Regions from separate parts of the Hordeum vulgare genome. Here region 1 is linked to region 2. The links are chromatin contacts, called in public Hi-C maps. All regions are on one chromosome and are shown on one strand. Each heading gives the region's core, a stretch centred on a gene start, on an enhancer-like site or on the middle of the called end of the contact. The rest is flanking DNA. Distances are from core to core; before and after follow the strand shown. Region 1 holds the start of LOC123437459 (probable protein phosphatase 2C 47). Region 2 has its middle 71 kb from the start of LOC123411171.

Evidence for each region. A called contact is a pair of places that touch in the nucleus more often than the background predicts.
Region 1: a Hi-C map of seedling shows a contact between it and region 2, with 2.8 times the contacts expected there. The contact joins the promoter of LOC123437459 here to the enhancer-like site in region 2. A contact is called at or near these places in 2 of 6 Hi-C or Micro-C datasets (leaf and seedling).

The regions. Positions count from the first base shown.
Region 1 is chr1H:365,549,783-365,555,369 of MorexV3_pseudomolecules_assembly, reverse strand. It overlaps LOC123437459 (probable protein phosphatase 2C 47), which reads right to left and starts at 2,108. Exons shown (of 5, transcript XM_045115711.1): 1 at 1,882-2,108; 2 at 1,173-1,353; 3 at 891-1,088; 4 at 10-215. The coding sequence starts at 1,325.
Region 2 is chr1H:365,184,494-365,189,793 of MorexV3_pseudomolecules_assembly, reverse strand. No RefSeq gene overlaps it. Among protein-coding and RNA genes, the nearest start is that of LOC123411171, 71 kb to the left of the region's middle. Within about 2 kb of position 3,808, at least 3 of the 3 cell types and tissues checked have open chromatin away from gene starts, as enhancers often do. A contact at or near this core is called in leaf and seedling, where this site is marked.

The DNA.
Region 1 (5,587 bases), core at 859-3,358, 370 kb before region 2:
GTAACTTACCTGCCAAAAATAAGGGCCGTCAATGCTGTGGTCCCCGAACTGCGGTCAAGAGAATGGGAATCCGCAATCGCGTGATCAGCCTTTAGAAATGCACTTCTGATTGCTTTCTCCATGCTGTTGGGGAAGTGACCATCTTCGATTATGAACTTCAGCAAGTTCTTCCGAACGAAACAGACTGCATCTGTACCACCATGACCATCAAACACCTGCAAATTATGTCAAGAAAATGTATTATTATACATCTGTTGTGCTAGGTAAAGTGACATGCCACCAAAATTACCCCCATAAAATGAACAATTCCTGCACTCAAGAACCAGCAAACATGCTTTCTATACAATGCATGGTTTTTCTTTAGTTTTTTTTTTCTTTGCTAAGCTGTGCCCTGTATTCTTTAGTTGAATACAGGGCACAGCTTAGCATAAAAAACTAATATAAAATTTCAAACCACAGTTTACTGTTTAAAAGAATTACTTGTCCTTCTCTTAACAGCATGATTGAAGAAACACACTTTTTGTTTGCAGGGGTTTTCATTGTACTAAAATATAAGAAATGAAACTAAAAGCATCTATCAATGCTCATACTGAACTGATTCACCTCAACGCAATCATTGAACCACACTAGTACAATCATTTCCACTATCATGCGTCCACAACCGATGTAATCATGGATTTCCAAGTTGAGCAAATGAACACACCTAGAAGCTATTATCACAACATTAGTGGTGGACATAAGTCACAATGGGTGGTATTATTATCACAGAGAAGTCGCAGCAGACTAAATCATTGATTCATAATGAGCACATGCATTGTTAAACAGTTAATGAGACAAGAACAGCAAGGAACCGCCGGATCGCAATTTATGGTAACTGTAATCCAACTCACCCCATAGAAGGCGCCTGGTGCAGGGATAGCAGGGGTACGCATTCCGAGGTGCTCAATGAGGCTGTCGATGCAAACATGCTCGTCCTCCATGTACGTCTTCGGCCCGATATTGGCATAGCTCCCAGACCGGTAGACCGGCAGGAAGCTGGGACGGATCTCTGTGGGTGAGATCAAGCTCAGCGTCCCCGAATCCAAGCCCTGCAAGAAAACAAAAGAGAAGCACCGTAGTAGTTTGAGGAAATGGCCGGGCAATGAGCCGGAGGGGATAGTCAGTGTGGTTACCAGGTCTGTGGAGGCCGCGGCTATGCGCGCACTGCTGGCGCAGTGGCGTATGGCCGTGAGCTGGTGACGCGGCGGCTTGCGGGCCATGGGGCTACCGGTGGCGCCGCCGCCGCCGCTACTGGGTGGGGTCTCCGGCTCGACGCCTCCGCTCATGATGTCTGGTGCTCTTGGCTACTCTGTTCTGTTGGTGATCAGAGACAGTACAGGAAACGAAGAACATTTTTTGAGTTAAAAAAGATGCAACTTTCCGCTCCTGAAAGCTAGGAACGATTTGAGAATAGGAACATTTTCAGATTGCTGAGAGATTAAAAACAGTCCTTCCAATCGGCCATGATTGGAGCCGTACCAATTACGCCGCCATAATAATATTAATATCCAAATCGAGCGGAAAAAGGAACATCCACAGCGTCAATAACAGGAAAGAATTGAAATCTGCTCCCCTCCCGCCCGTGCAATGATTGGAACCAATATCCGCGCCGGGAACCGGAACGGCGCCATTTCCGCCGCCCCGGGACCTCCGCCGGCGCAGAGCAGCAAGACAAATCCCTCTTCCAGCACTGCCCCAGCAGCCGACCAAGAACGATCCGATTTCCCCCCTAGCGACCACGACGAATCCGCCCACCCGCCCATCCATCCATCAGGACGAACGAATGAACCGGAGATGCAGAGTTGCAGACAATACATATCAGATCAGGGGGGTAGCGCTCACCACCGGAGAAGGGCCGTCGCCGCAGCCGCGCCGCGCGATGCGTTGGGTAGGTGGAGGAGGAGGAGGGGGGAGCTGGTGGCGAGGATGGGGGAGGAGCGTGCAGGAGGTGGTGGAGGGGGGAGGAGGAGCTCGTGGCGGATTTGGGGATGGGACGGGGGCGGGGCGAGGAGGGAGAGGGGGCTGGTCTTTGGGGGCGGGCGGGCGGGCGAGATGGTTCGTGTGATCCCATCTGCGGCGCAGCTGTGCACGGCTGGATGTGGGTGGGGTGCGGCTCCGGTGTGCATTCCGTGTCTCTGTCGGGTCCGCCCGTCCGTCCCTTCCTTCCCTCGCTTTTTGCGTGCATAAAATAATGCCCGTCTAGTGCTTGGACCTTTTCGCCCCCTTTCCCTGCTGTCTTAGATTTTTTCTTGTCTGTACTGCCACTACTTCTTATCGAGATCAAACCTGTATGTGACTCTGCCAATGCATCATCGCATCATCTCTTAGCATGTACTTCTCCAATTTTTTAGTCTGTATATAAGCTTTGGTCAAAGTCAAGCTTTGTAAAATTTAACTAATTTTATATTAAAAAATATCAACATTCACAACATGAAATCAATATTATCGGATGCACCACGAGATGTATTTTCATACTATGTAATTTTAGTATACTAGATATTCATATTTTTTGATATAAATTTGGTCAAACTTTATGTTGTTTGACTTTAAGTAAACCTTATACGCGGAGTAAACAGAAACAGAGGGAGTACTCCCTTCGTTCCTAAATATAATTCTTTTAAAAGATTTCACTAGGAGATCACATACGAAATAAAATGAATGAATCTACACTCTAAAGTATGTCTATATACATCTGTATGTAGACCCCTAGTAGAATCTCTAGAAAGACTTATATTTAGAAACAGACGGAGTAATTATATACGTAATAAAAACATAAGGTTACTTCCAATGCTTCACCTTATACAGGTGCTAAGGCTGCTACATAGGCAAAAACACTGATGTGGCAAGCTAATTAATAGGAGAGAGATGAGTGTAGTGATCCACAAAGAAACAATGTTAAGCGCGTGAACCTAGGTAAAACAATTAAATGAAAGAAATGCACCAATGCATGCACAACTTTAGTTGCAAAAGCATTAAATAAGGAGGCTTAGCTACGATAAGCTAAGCAACTATGCATTGGGGGCTTTAGTTGCTAAATTATTTAATATGCTTACCACCTTATCTTAGCACCAATGCATTGGAAGTGGCCTAAGAAACAACTAGTACAATGCAATGTATCTTATGTATTGTATGTAATTTAATGATTTGTGGCTCATGCATGCATGTGATTGGGTTAGCACCTCTTTTTTACCTATGGTCATGTTTGGATACTCTAACTCGGTTAGAGGTTAGGGTAAGATTCTAACCCTAGACTAATTTTAAACTAACTCTAACCAAAGAGGTGTTTGGGTGACACAGTTAGATTGCCAATAAAAGCACTTTTTCAATCATTTGGCTCCTTTAACAAGAATTTGGTGTGGTGGAGGTAGAGGGAAAAGTAACTTTTTCTCGGCCCCACCTAACTCTAACCCAAACAAGCATCTCTTGGATGGGTTAGTTTTTGTGGATGGGCTAGATGAAGATGCATCTAACCAACTCTAACCCTCCTGTTTGGATGTTTTAGGGTTAGTTTGGACCAATCTAATCAACTCTAACTCTAACCCATGGATCCAAACAGGGCCTATGACCACGTGTCAAGGTTGTATGTTAGCTAAGATACAACCTCACTATCTCTCTTCATTAAATAAAGTGCCACATAAGAAAAATGCATATGAAACCGCACTAAGAGACCTGCATTGGCTCAGGCCTAATGCTTCACTAGAAAAATATCTTTTAGAAGTTTTTTCTCGTGAAACTTCCTACCTATTATTCATTATTAAGCGTCGGAAATGGTACAAATTACATTCATGTTCGTAAACCATCAAAAATGGTAGAACGAGCTGAAAACGCATCGTTGTTATCGCTCCTCTCTCATCAAATCCAAAAAACATTTTTATAATAAATAGACAAGAAGTCACCATGCTAAAGGTCCCAAAAGGCGGATGCATTAGAGCAGTTGTCGTTGGTCACCTCGCCGATGAAAGAAACGTAGAATGAATGGATCCAATTAATAGACACACAAACGCAAACAAACGAACACCGCATCCAGGTAAATCCATCAAAGACAAACACCTATCATATCGAGTGAGATCCGTTGAAGACGCACCTTCACATGCCCTCTGATGATGTTGGATGCACCGCTGGGACAACAGTTAGACAAAGAGAAACTTGTTCCATCCTCAAGGAGTTGTCATCGTTGTCCCGTCTTCATGAGAAGGACACAAAACCTAAACTATAAATCATATGAAAACGAAGCAGAATCCCTTCCGACAACATGAACCAAGGTCCACCTAAGGTCACAAAAGAATAGGTAGATCATAGACGACACCAATGAAAGATGAGTGTAGAGGAATAGGATGCAACTCTCGATGTATTGATCGGGTTGAAAGATGAGTGTAGAGGAATATGATGCAACTCTCAATGTATTGATCATGTGCAAGCACATTTATATATGATGTACAAGGTGGGACAGAGCCTCAACTATACAAGAAACTAGGAGGTGGGGCAGGTATACAAGATACATGCGAGATATACTCAATCCCCCAGTCGAAGCGTCATCGATGTTGACGCAAAGACTGGATCAGAAATCTTCAAACGACGCCGTAGGCAAGCCCTTGGTCATGATATCTGCAAATTGTTGGGAAGTAGGGACGTGTAAAACACGGACATGGCCAAGGGCTACCTGTTCCCGAACAAAGTGAATATCCATCTCAATATGTTTGCTCCGATGATGATGAAAGGGGTTGGCGGAGAGGTAGATGGCATACACGTTGTTGCAGTACACCACCGTGGCCTTATCAACAAGACATGAGAGCTCGAGAAGTAACTGGCGAAGCCACGAGCACTCGGCGATGACATTGGCTACGGCACGATACTCGACATCCGCACTGGAACGGGAGACTATAGGCTCTCGCTTGGACGACCAAGAGATGAGTGATGGTCCAAGGAAGACATAATATCCCGAGGTGGAGCGGCGAGTGTCGGGGTAGCCAACCTAGTCGGCATCCGAGTAGGTAGTGATGTCAGTGGCGATGGAGGCGTTCAACGTGATGCCAATATCCATAGACCCCCCTAATGTACCAAAGAATCTACTTCATCGCAGTCTAGTGAGCATCCCGAGGGGCATGCATATGAAGTCACACCTGTTGGACCGCATGCTGCAACTCCGGTCGAGCGAGGGTAAGGTACTGAAGAGCACAAACAATAGACCGATAGAAAGATGCATCAGGAGCAAGCGAGTCGTCAGTGGCAGAGAGCTTGGCCTTCGTATCGATCCGAGTAGGAGCAGGTTTGCAATTAAGCATTCCGACGTGATCGAGAAACTCATGAGCATACTTCCGCTGATGGAGAAAGAAGCCATCGCCGCTTCGCACCACCCCAACACCGATGAAGTAGTGCGAAGGACCAAGGTCCTTGATGACGAACTCAACGCGAAGATGAGAAGTGAGCTGGCAGAGTAGGCCATGTGTGTAGGGTGTCAGAATGATGTCGTCGATGTAGAGAAGCAGATATGTCGTGTTAGCGCCCTGGTGGTAGACAAACATCGAGGCATCGGAGCGTGTAGAGCGGA
Region 2 (5,300 bases), core at 2,559-5,058:
CCTGTAGAGCACCTTTATAGTCACCCAGTAACGTTGCGACGTTTGATAGACACAAGGTATTCCTCTGGTGTGAGCGAGTTACATGATCTCATGGTCATAGGAATGAATACTTCACACGCAGAAAACAATAGCAACAAAATGACACGATCATATGCTACGTTCATAGTTTGGGTCTTGTCCATCACATCATTCTCCTAATGATGTGATCCAGTCATCAAGTGACAACACTTGCATATGGTCAGAAAACCTTAACCATCCTTGATCAACTGGCTAGTCAACTAGAGGCTTACTAGGGACATTGTTTGTCTATATATCCACACATGTATCTATGATTTCATTCAATACAATTATAGCATGGACAATAAACGATTATCTTGAAACAGAAAATATAATAATTATTATTTTGTCATTGTCTCTAGGACATATTTCCAACACTTGGTTAGTCATTGTACGTTGTAGCATCTGAGTACAGTAAATTGGGAGCTCTTATGCACCGCTCTTTGTGGCAAACAGTTGTCGTTTGGCACAGTCGACTCAGCGAATGGGCCGACCCATGAATATCAAGACTGACAACCAACGGGCACTGCGGTGCAGAAAAAATTAATGTCGCGGGGATTAGAACACCAGATCCTCTGCTAATTGCGAAGTGCTACTACCAGTTGAGCTAGCAACCACACGTGATAATACAATAGCGTCAACTAGTAAAGAACCGACACGCTGCGCAAATCCAAATCATTTTAGGAATTTAGAAACATTTTTTTCTTAATATACGGAATGTTTGACAGAACGCAAACACATTCCAATTTCCGAAAAATGTTTCTACAAACTATACATTTTCAAAAAACAGGAACTTCTTTTTGAAAATCATGAAGATTTCTTCAAATGGGAACATTTTTCCAAATTTCAAAACAAAATTTGGAGCTGCAAACATATTTTGAAACTCCTGAATAAAATTTAAACAAAACATTTTTTGAAACTTTTTAAAAAATTATGAAACTACAAAGAAATGAAAACATGAACAATTTTTGCAATTTGCGGACAATTTTCAAAAAGGGAACTTGTTTTAACGCCAGAACAGTTTTTGAAAATTTATCAAAATTTTGACCAAAAGAATTCGCAACATTTTTTGAATTCTGAGCAATTTATGAAGAACGACATTGTTTTTGAATTTTGGAACATTTCTGAAATCAAGAACATTTTTTGATAGTTAAGAACAATTGTCAAACATGAACTTACATTTAAAAAAGATGAAAGTAACCTTGAATTTTTAAAGCAATATTTTTTTCAATCTTGAGGACAAATTTTGAAAGCGAAAACGATTTTTGCAAAATATTGAACAAATTTGGAAGCGCGGACAATTTTTAAAGCACAAACACTTTTTGAGTCTTGAGAACTAAATTTGAAAATGGAGAATAATTTTGAAAACCCCAAACAAATTTGAAAGAGTGAACAAATTTTTAAAGCACCAACATATTTTGAATCTTGAGAATAAATTTTGAAACCAAGAACAATTTTAAAAAATCTTGAACAAATTTGAAACCGCGAACATTTTTGAATCTTATGAACAAATTTTGAAACCAAGAACAAATTTGAATCTTCAATACAAATTTTGAAACCAAGAACATTTGTTTGAAAATATGGAACATTTTTTTAAAATTGAAAACGTTTTTTGAAAACGCAGAATATTTTTTGAAAATCCATAACATTTTTTGAAACAGAAACAGAAAAGTGAAAAAGAAACAAAAAGAAAAAGGAAACAAAAACCTATTCAAGGAAGCTTCTAGAAGTTTCTCAAAACCGAGAAAACCGTCTGAAAAACTATGAAAGGTTCCTAAAATCGGGGCGCTGCAACCCACTGAATGAGCCAGCCCATTTAAAATCACTCATCACTTCGCACAGAACCACAAATAGGATATTCCGAGTAAACTGCTTGATTATGCACTTTGTTTAGTTCTCACATCCCAGGCCTGGGTCCTAGAGGCCTTGGGCCTGGATCCGCCCTTGGCGGCGAACTCAATCATACAAACAATTAAATTGTAGAGACCCATTGCTAAAAAAAATTCAAATTGTAGAGATCTTTGCTGAAGATCATGGTGAGCATTGGTGCAGTACCAACTGGTGCGGTCGGAGATATAAAATTTGGATTCTTCTAGTAACACTTTTTTTTTGTGACGCTGCATGGGAATTACAAGCAGCCCACACTTCTACGCAGGCATTAATTGGAGTCTTCATCCAGATTGAAAATAATGATCGCATCCAGCAACTTTACATTGCGGCAATGTACCAGACGGCTTCCTCTCCTCTTCGAGCTGAGTGTTATGACCTCATGCTTGCAACCAGGCTAGCAAGCATACTAAATATTCAAGATCCACACTTCTAAACTGGTTACTCAGTACTAACTTTGACAGCAAAAACAACGGACATTCTCTTCTCGCTCAGACACGAAATAGTCCTTTTCAGCATCGAAACGTGTTTTTCTTCAGAAATCAGCATCGAGAAGTTGCTCACGTTAGCAAGGGAAAAAACATCAAGGCTCATCACCCTGCACGCCTAGCTTTGAAAGTACAGAAGATATATGTACTGTTTAGTTGCTTATTATGGATTCAGTGCTTTGTTCAATCAGGGAAACTCTCTCCGTATCCAGCGTGCTTCCTTTCCCGCTTATCTGTGTAAAATGTTTATAAGTTAATAATATCTTTATGTTAAAAAAATATATTAAAAAAGCACAACGGAGGAGCTCCCCACGCAGCTGCCTCGCGGCGTGCAATCCGCCGATCGCGTCGACGACTACCTCTGCATGCGTTACCTGCTCCGTCAGGACACGAGGATCCAAGACGAGAGAGCACGAGACGGACCATTCGTGCAATCTACAGTATATCCAAGACCCCGAGAAATCAAATCAAGCGCTGGCATGCCGAGGCAACACCCGCGGCTGCCGACTTGCCGGACGTGTCAAAGATGCAGCGTGCGTTGTCAGTGGAGCGGGGTACGTGCGTCCCGTTGCACCCGACCCAACGATTAATTTGGACGCTGTAGCATGCAGTGCCAGTGCCCACGGCCGGTGGATGCCTGACGACTGACGGCCCATCTGACTCCGATCGAGTCAAGGTTTCCGCGCCGCGTCGCCGGCCTTGGCCTTTTCTGGGTACGGCCGCCGCGTTTCCACCTTCTGCTTCCATCGTCGCCCTTCACTTCTCCTCAGTTCTCACCACTCAAGATCGGTGGAAAGCAGCTAGTATCACTTAATCAATAAGAAAATCCCATTGATTAAGAGGCACTACGCTCCCACTCCGTTTGCTTTGGAGTTAATCAGTGCCCCGGCCGGTGCGTGCTAGTAGCAGCCATGTTTCAAGGTCATGCTTTGGCAGATAATTATTGACTAATTAGACGTGTTCTAACTTGGGATTAAAACAAAAGCATGGTACTCCTAGACCTAGGGCACTGTTTTAGGCTGGTCCACTCGCTCCCGCTTCAAACTATCCATCCACTGTCGTCTGTCGCCGTCTATTGTCATCATCATCATGAACCCATGATTCATGCCCATGTTCCACGGCTGATTGTCATCATCGGATAATAATGCCGACAAACTTGGCGGTGGGGCGACGTGACCCTAATCCCCAGGAGCTGTTTGTCTCTTCTCAATCAACATAAATTAAACTTGCAATGCAGGTGAGCTGACCCGTCCTCCTTTGCCCCGGGACAAGAGAAATTCTTACTAACACTCAACCGCGGCACACGCATGAGCATGAGCATACAGTTGTAGGCGAGATCGTTCCACTTAAATCTGACAGTGATGGGCACGGTGTCGACGTCGACACGTCGTGTGTACGCCATGTGATGTGCTACGTCTACGCTGTAGTCCACGTACACATGCATCCAGCTGGGACCCGCATGCCATCCATTGATCGATCACATGCAGGATACCACGATATCTTTGGGTGAATGGATGGAGCGCCGTGGCCCGTGTGACATCAATGTTCGCATCGCATCAAAGACCAACATTGATACGTATCTCCGCTTGGAACATGAAGAAATTGCTTCTTGGGGGAAACAGTGGTCGGCTCCTCTTTTGCATAACAATTTCTTTGTTTTTACCTTTGTGAATTCTGAAATCGAACTCATTTAAAAAAAATTTAACCTGACCCTTTTTTACGACGTCAATATTTCTGACATCTCATTTGCATGAGAGATGCCAAGTCCCTGACGTTTGGTACGAGCCTGCATGATCGGCTGACCCATTGATTCTCTGACGTGGCAAAGGGTCAGACGCCGGGGATCCTGCGTCCGTCTTGTCTTGGACCAGACGTCAAGGACCCTGACGTGTGTTACCAAACATCAGGGACCTTGACGTCTGGTCCCAACAGATCACACAAATAATTTTTTTATAATATGTCCTATATCATCGAGGCGTAAATGTCTTTGGCGTTTGGTACCACACGTCAGGGTCCTTGTCGTCTGGCCCTTTCCCACATCAAAGAGTCAACAGGTCAATCGGTCATGCAATCTCGTACCAGACGTCAGGGACCTTGACATCTTCCATGCAAACCTGACGCTAAGGATGTTGGCGTCTCCAAAAGGTATTAGATTCACATTTTTTAAAAGTAAGGTCAATTTCGGAATTTGTTACGCCAAAAGGTCAAAACAAAAAATATATCCTCTTTCATAAGGGGACCAAAGAGTTCACGTAAGAGTGAAAGTATACTACACTAGAGTAGATGCACGTACCTCTTTTTTCTGAAATGATGGACACACGTACCTCTTTTTTCTAAATGAAGATGCGCGTACTGACAAACAGTAGAAAATTCGGTGGCACCAAAGAGAGCCTTAGCAAAATCTTGATACTCATTTAAAAAAATCTTTGAGGGCCATGCTTATTTTGATACTCGTGTTAAAATGGTTATGTGTATTCCTAATTGTTGGAGAGGCCGGAAAGTAAAAATTCTCTTGCAATTTTAGAGGACAGCCCCTCGAGGGCGAAGCCTAGGGGGAACTGGCAGCGGCGGGCATGTTTCTTTCGCCCCGGGTGCGCCTCGCCCGTGATTTGGGGATCTCACGGCGACTGATGGTGGTCCACGGGGCGCCGCTCGTGGCCTCTTGCTAGTGGAGTGGTAGGCCGTCGAGGAGGCATTGGTGCTTCGCGTCAAGGTGCCTCCTAGTGCGCTTGCTTAGGGGTACAGATTGGGGTGGCGCTCGATCTGTCGTTCATGGTGGCCTCAGGCGCCGTTCTACACCTTGCAGGACTGCACATAGGCAAACTGTGGGTGTGGCAGCGCGACATGCACGCGGCTGTGGTGGCGAAA